2 separate regions of the Mus musculus genome follow, and region 2 is linked to region 1. Evidence: chromatin contacts called from public Hi-C data. All regions are on one chromosome and are shown on one strand. Each heading gives the region's core, a stretch centred on a gene start, on an enhancer-like site or on the middle of the called end of the contact. The rest is flanking DNA. Distances are from core to core; before and after follow the strand shown.

What was found. Hi-C and Micro-C count contacts between places; a contact is called where the count stands out from the background.
Region 2: a Hi-C map of cerebellum shows a contact between it and region 1, with 2.1 times the contacts expected there. The contact joins two enhancer-like sites. A contact is called at or near these places in 3 of 39 promoter capture datasets (embryonic stem cells, hippocampal neurons and liver), 1 of 15 datasets of contacts at CTCF or cohesin (pro-B cells), 8 of 484 Hi-C or Micro-C datasets (adipose-derived mesenchymal stem cells, cerebellar granule neurons, cerebellum and 3 more), 2 of 115 datasets of contacts at active chromatin or transcription factors (cardiomyocytes and vascular smooth muscle cells) and 2 of 9 other capture datasets (embryonic tail and embryonic trunk).

What each region holds. Positions count from the first base shown.
Region 1 is chr15:40,359,971-40,365,620 of GRCm38.p6, forward strand. No RefSeq gene overlaps it. Among named protein-coding and RNA genes, the nearest start is that of Gm41311, 20 kb to the left of the region's middle. Within about 2 kb of position 2,456, at least 13 of the 459 cell types and tissues checked have an H3K27ac peak or open chromatin away from gene starts, as enhancers often do. A contact at or near this core is called in cerebellar granule neurons and cerebellum, where this site is marked.
Region 2 is chr15:41,067,023-41,072,672 of GRCm38.p6, forward strand. All of the region lies in intron 5 of Zfpm2 (zinc finger protein, multitype 2), which reads left to right. Among named protein-coding and RNA genes, the nearest start is that of Gm46502, 100 kb to the right of the region's middle. Within about 2 kb of position 2,774, at least 4 of the 459 cell types and tissues checked have an H3K27ac peak or open chromatin away from gene starts, as enhancers often do. A contact at or near this core is called in cerebellar granule neurons and cerebellum, where this site is marked.

The DNA.
Region 1 (5,650 bases), core at 1,206-3,705:
AGAATAATTTAAGAAATGTTGGGTCAGATAGAAAATGTAAGCTGCATTAATTTATCCAAGATAGGCTTTTATCTCACATTAATGGTTGAAATTTTAAAATTTAATCTATAGTAGTCTTGTACTGTATTTCAGTTTAACCAACAGGACAATTTTTCCCCCTGGAATTAAAGATAATGCAATAGTGCCTTATCCTGTGCACTAGGGAGAGATGAACTCTTAGTTGGTCAACTCTTGGATTCTATGGCCTGTTGTGACATATTGCCTTTCTGTGGCTTAGTCCTTTTCAGTCTCATAGAGTCTGGAGAGAGCAGATCAGGTGCTCCTGGTAAAGCTTTCGATGTTCAATGATCCAGAACTGTGTGGTGTCTCTGTGGTACATACCTTGGGAAGTAAACACTAGCATTTAGTGCTGTTATGGCTGTTGACTATGATAGCAGACAGCAGAGCATCCATTGTTCATGTTTCTCTTTCCTGGGAATTGTTTATTGCCTTCTCCAGTTCCTCCCTGTAGCTGATGATGAAGGTAGACCTCCAGATGGCATGGTTTGAATTGATCCATTTTTTCCCCTAATTGCTAGGGGGGAGTGTTGGTTCTCTAAGTTCACAATTGTTGCTGCTTCTGTAGAACAAACTGTCCTCAGCGGAAGGAAACCAAAGGAAACATACCGGGGATCATGAGCCTGACTTTCAGAGGTAGTGCAGAACGAAATGACTGACTTACAGGAGAGGCAAATGTTTAACCTTGACCTCAGAGTGGGACCTATTACACACAATGATTCCCTTTTACAAAGCTTTCTATGGTCTGAGGCTGAAGCTAGGCCATGTGTCTGTCTAGATCCCCGTGTTTCCTGTTCTACCTCTCTCTTCCTCTCCCCTGTGATGACATCCTCTGAATCCACTTCGCACAGGTATTTCTCTCTGCATCTCTGTCTCTAGGGAATTGGGGATAAAGTACCCAGTCTTTCCTTTTATATAATGTCCTCTTATTCATCTCTTTTTCCACCTCTCATCATGAAAAATAATAATATTACCTTCAGCAAAATAGAATTCTAGACCAATCCTGTCTATAGGATTTCCTTAAAGGAAATTTCAAACGTTGACATTGAAGTTAGCTTTTGGCTCAATTATTGCTTTCTGGTTGGGTTTTAAGAGTTACCTGAGAGGTTTATTGAAATTCATATTTATGAGATTATTTTGGATTTGCAGAGCCTAGGTAGTGAGACTCTAAAGTCAGTATCTTGTCAGCTCTTAGATGCCTCCCTATGGGTAGAATGGGAAACACTTGGGATGGGATATGGCCACACTGAAGGCAAAGTTCCAGGTTTGATGTATTTGAAGGCTACTGAACAGAGCATTAAAATATAAACATAGAAATATAAAAACATACACACAATTTTTCCAAGTCCAAGAATTCTATTCCAGTCATATCTCTTGAAAAAGCACAGCCAACATTTCCTCACTCTTGCCTTTTAAACATTGTTCAGGTTCAAGGTCAACTCGACTTTGAGAAAGAAAGTACATCACGGGGCTACTGAGCAGCGACTTCAAATGCCAATTTAATGCAAGAGCTCTTCATCCTGGCACACTAGAAGTTGGTTACTTATTTGTTTGTCTGACACTGTGACTTTTGCGACAAAGAGACAAGATACAACCGGAACGGAATAGCTGTGGTAGACAGTATCTCACCAGCAAAAAAAAAATGGAATAAAAAGAATTCCTCTGTTCTGGCAGTAGACATCTTCAATGCTGTCACCTAATGGGTGCTGACATTGACCTAAGTAACTGTGAAGATACTGAATTGGGATATGATACGATTTGTTTTCTGAAGACAAACGTCAGAAAGATCTAGGTGCTCTCAGCAAGACTTTCGCAGTCTGAGTCTTTCTCATTCTTTTGTGGCTCTTAGAAAAAGAGAAACACCAAGAAAAGATATTTTTTATAGGGAAAACGTTGCTTGCCTTCATCTAACATTTGGTTGAATCTGATCGTAATTCCCTTGCTGCTCCTCTTGCAGGCCAGTCACAAAGCTTTGACTTTAAGCCACACTCATAGCAAGCGATTCCATATGGGCTTTTGCTGAGCAGTAGCTGTTGTTGGCTTCTGTGTGCCAGTTAGAGATGGCTTTGAGGTAAGTCAGTATCGTACGAAGGGAAGAAAATTAAACTGATTTAGGCACCAGTAACTGCTAGCAAGCAATGTACAGTGCTGTGGCCATTATGTCCCCTATAGAAACAGGCGCTCAAACCAAGTTGTTCTCTCCGGGAGAAATCAAACCTTGCATCTGGGCTCTCCAGCCTCCAAAATTCACATCTCAGAAGGATGTGGGATTGTCAGCATGAGAAGGTGAAGCGGGCCAGGAATAATTTCCAGAGCTCTGCTTCCAGCTCCGTGATACCTTTCCACCTGGGTAAGCCATCTGAGCTGGGCACAATGACCCTGCCATCTGCTGTATCCCTCTGGGTAGCAGCCTGCCTTTTGCATACGCTTTTCGCTGGAGGAGATCTGTTGGCAGCTCTGGGGACCTTCTGAACTCACCTGAGAAGGCTCTGTGGACTCTGTAGAAGAGCATGTTTTAAGAACAAGATGAAAGGGGAAGGGAAATGAAATTAGAAAAGGAAAGTGCTTTCTGCTTTCCCTTGAGCAAGACCCTTTCTATTACCAACTGTCTTTCAGGAGGCAAATACAAAAAGTTGGATTCACAACACTGTTAAAACACAAGTAATGTGCAAGTGCTATAGTTAAAGAAAGTGCCACTCCCCTTCTCCCAGTGACAATGTTTAGGTCACTGTTAAGTCAGACCAAAGCTGAGAAATCAATACATAGGTATTTAATTGCCTCTATAAGAGAGCACATCGTTTGGAATACTGCTTAGTATAACACTTTATGTGTAAAATACATTTGTGTGCATGTGCATCCAACTTCACATATAGGCATACTCATATTTTATGTATGCACATATGCTTCTGTGTCTGTACAGTATGCCTACATGTCTAAATGTCAGTGCTTTGTGGCTATACATGTGAATGTGCATGCACATAGACATTTGTACTTATGTGCCTGTATAAGAATATGGATGTGAACAAGGGCAGGTGAACATGGGCTTTTTTTACTTAATAGTCATAAACAAGTTGTTATCCAAGGCCCAGGATTTTTCCTGACCACTGCACACATGGGAAGTACAAACATTCTATTGGCTTTAAAGGAGATATGTATCCCATATCTGATTTCTCTCTGGAACTCTGTTTACTTGAGAGTTCAAACTTTGTGCCTGTCATTCACAGATCCAAATTACCTTTCCAGTTGATCTCCTTCCCTCCCACATTCACCCTCCAAAGCACAGGGATTATTCACTCTCCTTGTGCACGCCACGCTTCTGTGACTTTCCTTCTTTTCCACCCTTTACCTACGTTACTTTTAATATGAGCGAAATGCTAGTGGCTTTAACAAATACATTTCAAAACGCCAATAGAAAAAAGTTTCTGTATTCTTTGTAGTCAGCAATCCTTTAGGTATCCTTGTCAGCAGGAAGAATGGGAAGTTAGGGCAGAGATTACCGCTTCTTTATGCCAAAGATCTCCTATCATTTTCATTCCATCCACTGTGAAAAACAGCAAGACGAACATGGGGGCTGGGAAATATTGTGTCTGGTAAGGCAACAAGTGAAGATAGCTCAGGGTCTAAAAGCGCTTACTGCCAAGCCTGACAACTGGAGCTCTGTCCCTGGAACCCAAGTGATAGAAGCTGTTCTCTGGCTTCCAAATGTACGCTGTGATATAAGCATCTGCGTGTGTATGGGCACACACACACACACACACACACACACACACACACACACACTTACATGCATGCACACACGCATGCAGCTACTCCTTTGTTGGCCACCATAGTTTCTTTAGTGGAATAAGCCTGGAGTGAGAAACTAGGCTGTTCCAACATAGAACCAAAGGCACAAAGTGGCTACTGATCATCTCTCCCGCTGCAAGCTCTGTGTGGGTACATTGCACTTATTTTTTAACAAGTATCAAGCAGAGAGCCCAGCGTAGGGGAAGAGGGTATGCACCTTCTCTATTTGTTGAATAATAAACTGGTGAATTAATAAACCAACCAAACTGATTGGCTGAGGAAGTGATCACTTGTCTCTAGATAGTATAAAACATGTTTTTCTCTCTTTTCCTGTCTTAACTGATGTGAGATCTTCCGTTTGTCCTATTGCTGAGCAGACAGAATGATCATTTTGGTTTAGTGGTTTGTAATGTTGGCTTATGTGCACTGGGAAGTTCCCCAAACTTTTCTGAGCATTCCAATTCTCTTTGTCTTCTAAGGATGTGGGGACAGTTTCCTGCTTCCTCCCACCCCCTTGACTTCATGACTCACACAATCTATATTTATTCGTCATCCACAAGGAATCTAACAGGCACTTAGGATTTCAGGGATGGCAACAGTTCATGAAACACCCCAGAGAATGACAGGTTTATTAAACTAATGCCTCAACTGTACTTTCAGAATGATATGGGCTGAGAGAGTTCTTTCCTAGTAACCTCCACAGCAGGCAGCTTCAAGCTCACAGAGTGCTTACATGCCTATGATCTCATTTGGCTTTCTCACTAACCCATTTGGTGATGGAAACTTAGGAATTTATCAGCTCATCTAGGATCAGAAAATCATGAACACTGTTTTGCAGTTGGTCCCTCTGAGTGAGCCCATTATCATATTTGTCTTTACTGTAAACTGTGATTATGATTCTGCTGGGACTTGAATGATTATTCCTCTATCACCCTTTTTGTTTCCTTTTTCTTTTTCTTTTGCCTGTGGTGAAACTCATGCAGAGGGATTCAACTGCTACAAGAATTCTTTATTAGACATCTATGAAGCATATTTTATATTCTGCTCTAAGTGGCAGGGCACCACACTCTAAGCAGCACAGTCATGATCCTTGTCCCCTTTGGGCTCATTGTCCCATGGAAGATAATGGATGGGATTCAGAAAACAAAAATCCAGATTCTGCTTTTATTGTTGTAAGGTGGCAGCAGCATACCCCATTCCAATGGAAAAGGAGCCTATAGGAAGTCATCTATCTGGGATTTTTGACCATGGGACAAGACCTAGAATCTATGGTACTATCATTTCAACTGTTAAACAATTTGTTTCAAAGTTTTTGTACATTGGAAAAGGTGTGATGGTACTGATGGCAGTGTTGGTGGGCAGGCATTTACCCTACAAGGCCAATGTATTTTAGAAGCTACATTCACAACTCAAATTCAGATAGAAGATCCTGTTCATAGAAGAAATGAGCCATCAGCTCTGGGAGCATATAATGAAAGCATTTATTTTATTTTTTTCCATTTTTTATTAGGTATTTAGCTCATTTACATTTCCAATGCTATACCAAAAGTCCCCCATACCCACCCACACCCACTCCCCTACCCACCCACTCCCCCTTTTTGGCCTTGGCGTTCCTCTGTACTGGGGCATATAAAGTTTGCGTGTCCAATGGGCCTCTCTTTCCAGTGATGGCCAACTAGGCCATCTTTTGATACATATGCAGCTAGAGTCAAGAGCTCCGGGGTACTGGTTAGTTCATAATGTTGTTCCACTTATAGGGTTGCAGATCCTTTTAGCTCCTTGGGTACTTTCTAAGCATTTATTTACT
Region 2 (5,650 bases), core at 1,524-4,023, 710 kb after region 1:
TGAGGTAAGCAATCGGAAAGTCACAGGTCATACTCAATGCCTAAATCATAATAGCTTGAGGTGCAATTTCAGCCTTCTCCATATATGTTCCATATAACCTTCAGATTCCCAACCAGTTTAGAAGGAAGCAGAAATTAGAATTATCATAAAGGCAAGGAAAACAATTACCTCAACTAACAAAGTTTAAAAACAGTCAGATTACAATAGAGTGTACAAAATTAGCTTGTCACCATGACATTTTTAAAATCGACTACACTCTCAGCTGAGTTATACCTCCATCTTTATGCATGCATAGCTTGGAGCATCGTGAACATTCCTCTGTTGAGGGGATGTAAGGCTTTCATGAAAGGGCAAGGGCAAGGGGCAGTAGGGGAGAAATCTACTCCATCCCACCAGAGTGAGTACCTGGAGGAACAGTACTTTCCATTTTTTACCATGCCTTCTGGAGCATATTGAGTGTTTCAAACATACGTGAAACAGATGATAGCGACAAACATGATTGCTTATTCGCCACCTCTGAATTTGAGTTCCCTAATCTGACCAGGTAATTCCATTCCTCCCAAATACTAAAGTCAGAAATAATGTAATCAAATCATGTTCTGAAAGATATTTTCTATTTTCCTAAATTACTTAGTTTTCTCTCTGTGTGTGTGTGTGTGTGTGTGTGTGTGTGTGTGTACGCATGCATATCTACAATTGTGTATGGGTGCTCTTGCATGTACTTGTAGAAGCCAGAGGTCAACAATGGGTATATGCACAACTACTACACCTTTAGATTTAAGACAGGGTCTCTGATTAAACCTGAAGCTCATCATTTTGGTTAAACAGGCTGGCCAGGTGTCCTCTAGGACAGTGATTCTCAACCTATAGGTACCATCCCCTTTGGGGGTCAAATGACCCTTTCATAGGGGTTCCCTAAGGGCATCTGAAAACACAGATATTTACCACTGCTCTACAGTCTCTCTCTGCATACCACCACCACCTCCAGTGCCAGAGTTAGACCTGTGCCACTCTACCTGGCCTTTCCATAAATGCTAGAGATATGAAGTCAGGTCCTTACGCTTATGAAGTAGTTACTCCTTCCCACTGAGCTATCTCCTCAATACTGCTTCTCATTTTATAAGTATACAAACATCTATCCTGGTTCATAAAAGCTAAGGGGAAATCCATGATGCTCAAAGCATATCAGAGTGGTTATTTTCACTGTTCTCAGACTTAAGATGGTTTGATCCATAGGTTTATCAAAAAGTGCCAATTTCTTTAACTTCTCTCACAAATTTTTGTCTATAATTTCTTTGCTAAGCTGTCAGAATAGTAAACAGATTTATGTATGTTGACAGGATAAAGGTTTCTAAAACAATGACATTAAAAATATAACTTTTATTTTCGACCCCAAGCAATAGAGCAGAAACTCGAAATGTTAGTATCAAGATTGTTGCATATAAACGCAGTGAAGCTGACAGAAGAAAGAAAAGTGCTTTCAATGAAAATTCTAGCAGCGGGTGTTTTCATTGCTGCCCCATCACAGGAAACATGGAAATTATCCATGTTAATATTTACCCAAGAATGTGTTTACTGCTATAGTCAGTTCCAAGTCAGGTTTTAGAATAAAGTATTCAACTTTCCCCAATTGTGCAAACTTTTAAAATTCCCATAAGTAACAGAAAGTAAACTTTTTCAGAGTTTTCAGAAATAAGAGTCCATGATGTTACCACAAATCCCCTGCTCTAATAAAGAAAACCATCAGAATTCTGGATTAAAGGAAGGCTCCAAGCTCATTCCACAATCTTTTCTCTCAAACCTTCATTCTGATGTCACCTATATCATATTGAACTGGCATAACTCCTTGGGAGTGGGCACAGTGCCAAACTGACAGATGGCTCTGAGCTGAGCATGCCAGGGGACCAGTATGCGCATCAAGTTTGACTGTTAGAAATGGAGATTCCTTCCAGGAGTGTTGTTCATATAAATATTTTTGTACATTTATAGTTGTTATTTTTAAAATTAATGCCCCAAATTATGTTACACAGTCAGATGCACAAAACATACACATCTAAACATACACACATATATGCATGTGCATGTATGTCTGTGTATGTGTGTGTGTGTATGTGTGCGTGTGTAATTTCATGTTTGTTTTAGAAATTTTAAAATACAGCACAGAACAAGATTTTGAATAGAAACCACTCAATACAACAGTACTGATAGCATAGGGTAGAGTCTTATTGCTAGTGCTTCCAAGCTGTATTGTTCTCACATTTGTTCATAAGATTTTTACAAATATAGCCATTATTAGTCATGGTACGTTATGTATTGAACTAGATTTATACAAAACCTCACTCATAGTTCTTTAAACAAATATGATGTAAAATGTATATTTATAAAATATGTTGTCAAGAACCACACTGATTTAAGATCTCTTGCTTAGCAGTTTCCCTTCAAAAACCAAACAAACAATACTCAGTTTATGATCTGGAAAACAAAGGAACTAAAATCTAATAATTTAGAACTCTATGGGATTATAGAAATACATGTAAATCCCAAGGGTTCAGTTTTGTGCAACCAATATATATTTTTGTAGATTCCAAGAATGCAGAATATTATCAAGTGTATATTTATTTCAAAATTTCCGCAGACAGTAGAGGTCTGAGAGCTAACCAGGGCCAGTCTTCTTCATTGGGAATAAGAGTCTGGAACCAATGCTATAAATCATCCCCGCAGGATCCGGGGCCAACGGAGGAGTGGGCAAATGGAACGAGCTTTCGAAGGCCAGTGCCTTCCAGGGCAATGCCTGCAGCAGGTGAGGTTTCACAATCTGCCCTAGCTGAAGCTTCCAGGAACTAGGTTTGCCATTCCAAGGAAACTAATTATGACAAAGGAGCAGGGAAAATATGGCTCACACTCCCATTTGTCCTCCTGTCTGTGCTGGGCGCCCTTATTTTAAAGCGGTCCCCTGCGAGCATAGCCTCCATCTGAGGGGAGACAAGAGAACTGCCATTTTCCTGACGAGGAGTCTTGAAGGATTATGTTGTCCAGGCTTATCCCAGATGCAGAATGTTCAGGGCTGAATTCTTCATGTAGATTCGGCTGATTGTTAAAACTCCATTCCTTTGGAACTGTAGAGACAGCTGAGGGTAAGAGCTCAAACAACTGTGGCTCTTGCTCCTGGAGATGACCTAAGTTCAATCCCTTTCACCTTTCACCTTTGTATCTGTGACCTCCAACCACCTTCCAACTTCAGCTCTAAATGGGAAAAAATAAATAAACAGACATATGCACACTCATACATACGTGAATATAACTAGACAAACATATATGGTTTTTGGCTGTATGTGTATACACATCCACCCCTCTGCACTTTGTTATGATGGTTGCATTGCAAAAAGAATAACAGCAAGTGGTCTTGGGGAGGTGCTCAAGATCTATGGGCTGTAAGAGTATCAGCTCACAAAAGAGATTTTCCTAGTGAAAGGGAAGCCAAGAGCCAGCACCTGGTCGGCACAGCCCAGGCATCTGGGAAATGCAGAAAGCCCACCCTTTCCTGAAACATACCTTCAAGCCAGTTACTCTCTGGATCTGCAAATAGAAGCTAGCTCTAAGAAGAGTATAACACCCCATAGGCCCCTCTTTTTACCCTGTTGTCTTCTTTTAAGCCCTTTAAAGACTGATTGCTGAATATTAAGATGCTGATTTCCCCCATTAAAATTATGATCATGAGACTCTAGAAGAGACAGAAGCACTAAGCATTGCCTTCTGAAACATGAGCCAGACTTTAATATCCCTGAGATTTGATGACAATACTAGAATCATGAGAAACAGTTTATTATTGGAACATGTAAGGTTTTGTAAAAAAATAGCTTGAAGGTAAAAAAATATAGACTATGTATATACATATTGGATTTAATAAATAATTATGTATAATATATATTAATTTAAAGTTATTAGAAGATAACGTATTCCTAATATTTGCGGAATGTATGATAATTTCCTTGTATTTTCACTGCAATGTTTATAGAAATTCATTTGTGTTACTAGGGATTCTCAAAAGGAACACAAGGGCTAGAATAGATGAGTGTGTGTGTGTGTGTGTGTGTGTGTGTGTTTCTATAAGATTCTGTGTTTTATTTCAGGGGTAGGATGTGCACTAAGTTAATTGTGTTCAAGAATTTAAAAGGGAGAGCTTCATTCTCAGACCCCTGACTCAATGATAATATTCTCAAAAATGAGATGTGGATTTGTGATTTTTTTCCCCCTTTGGTTTCATGGTACATTGCTGCTGTGCTTGCTGTGATTTCAGGGCAATTTTGTAGAATTTTGCAAATGACTTAAGTGATATAATACAATGAAATATACATTCTGGACTTTTTAAAATCTGTCATTTCTACTTGTAATAGAAAATACTAACTATAAAACAAGCATTTGAAGCAAAGTCAAATTTGGACTCCCTAGAGAGCACAGAGGAGCGTTTGATATGCCTTTCTCCTGTCTCCCTCTCCTTCAGGCAGACGAGGGCTGCAGCTTTCAGAAATTCTAATAAGCTCTTATTTAAAACAACTAGGATTAAGTTCTCAGCTTCACTTATGAGGAAGAAAATGTATACAGATATTTGGAGGAAATGGGCAGTGTACAGTGTGTCCCAATTTCTTCCAGATGAAAACATTTGATATCAGGGTGTTTTTTTCTTTTTAACATAAGCCATCTTTTCACCATCCTTAAATTTATGAAAATGGTGTTTGCTGTAAACACCAGGGTACCTATTATTATTTGGTTCTATATTTCTTAACAATTTCAAGGTAAGCCAGCAGTGCTTCTGAATCCCCAGCATTGCATTAACAGTTTAATGTAGTACATAAAGCAGGTTGTTTAGAATGCATGCACCTTCTCACATTCTCCACACCGTTCAAGCCCACTGTCAGTTTCCCCTTAATAAAGCTAATCTTCAGTTCTGCATTTAGCCACAGTATGCGAGCACAATTTACATTCTGATTCACCGTAAAATTCTAACTTTTCATAGTCTTTCAGTCTAGAGTTCCACTTGCTGTATTTAATAGATTGTCCTTTGATCTCACGGAGACAATTGCGTCTCACGTGTCTAATGAAGCTTGTATTATGATAGCCAAAGTGAATGTTTCACCAAATGGTGGAAGCAATCCCAAAGGAAGCTTAGGTTTCCACACTGAGGTTGGGGTGGGGAGCAGCAAAATTCATTTTTGCAAGTTATCAAGCAGTTCCTCCCCAAATCCTCATTTCATGCCATTATTTCACTAGGCTATACAGAGCATTGTGTAACAGTGACCTATTTTCAAAGTTCTCTGAGGAATGTCTAACAACTAGCACTTAAGAAAATAATGTTACTGTACTCCCTATTCCTCAGACCGGTTTCACAAACAGAAAGGAGGCATGTGGCATTGCCTTTTGTTTCTGATATTTTGGGCAAATATTTGTGTCTTCTCATTTACATTTCAAGAGTTTGATAACTGTGGAAACTAACTTTAAAAAAAAAAACTCAACAATTTTTACTCAACAATAAATGAAACTGCACTGAAATCTCACTGGTTGAAGGTAGTCGTGATTTTTAAACTGTACTCTGTTTCCTGATTTAAATGTGCTTATCTCTAATGCATTTGTCTTCATAGCATTATCTACTATG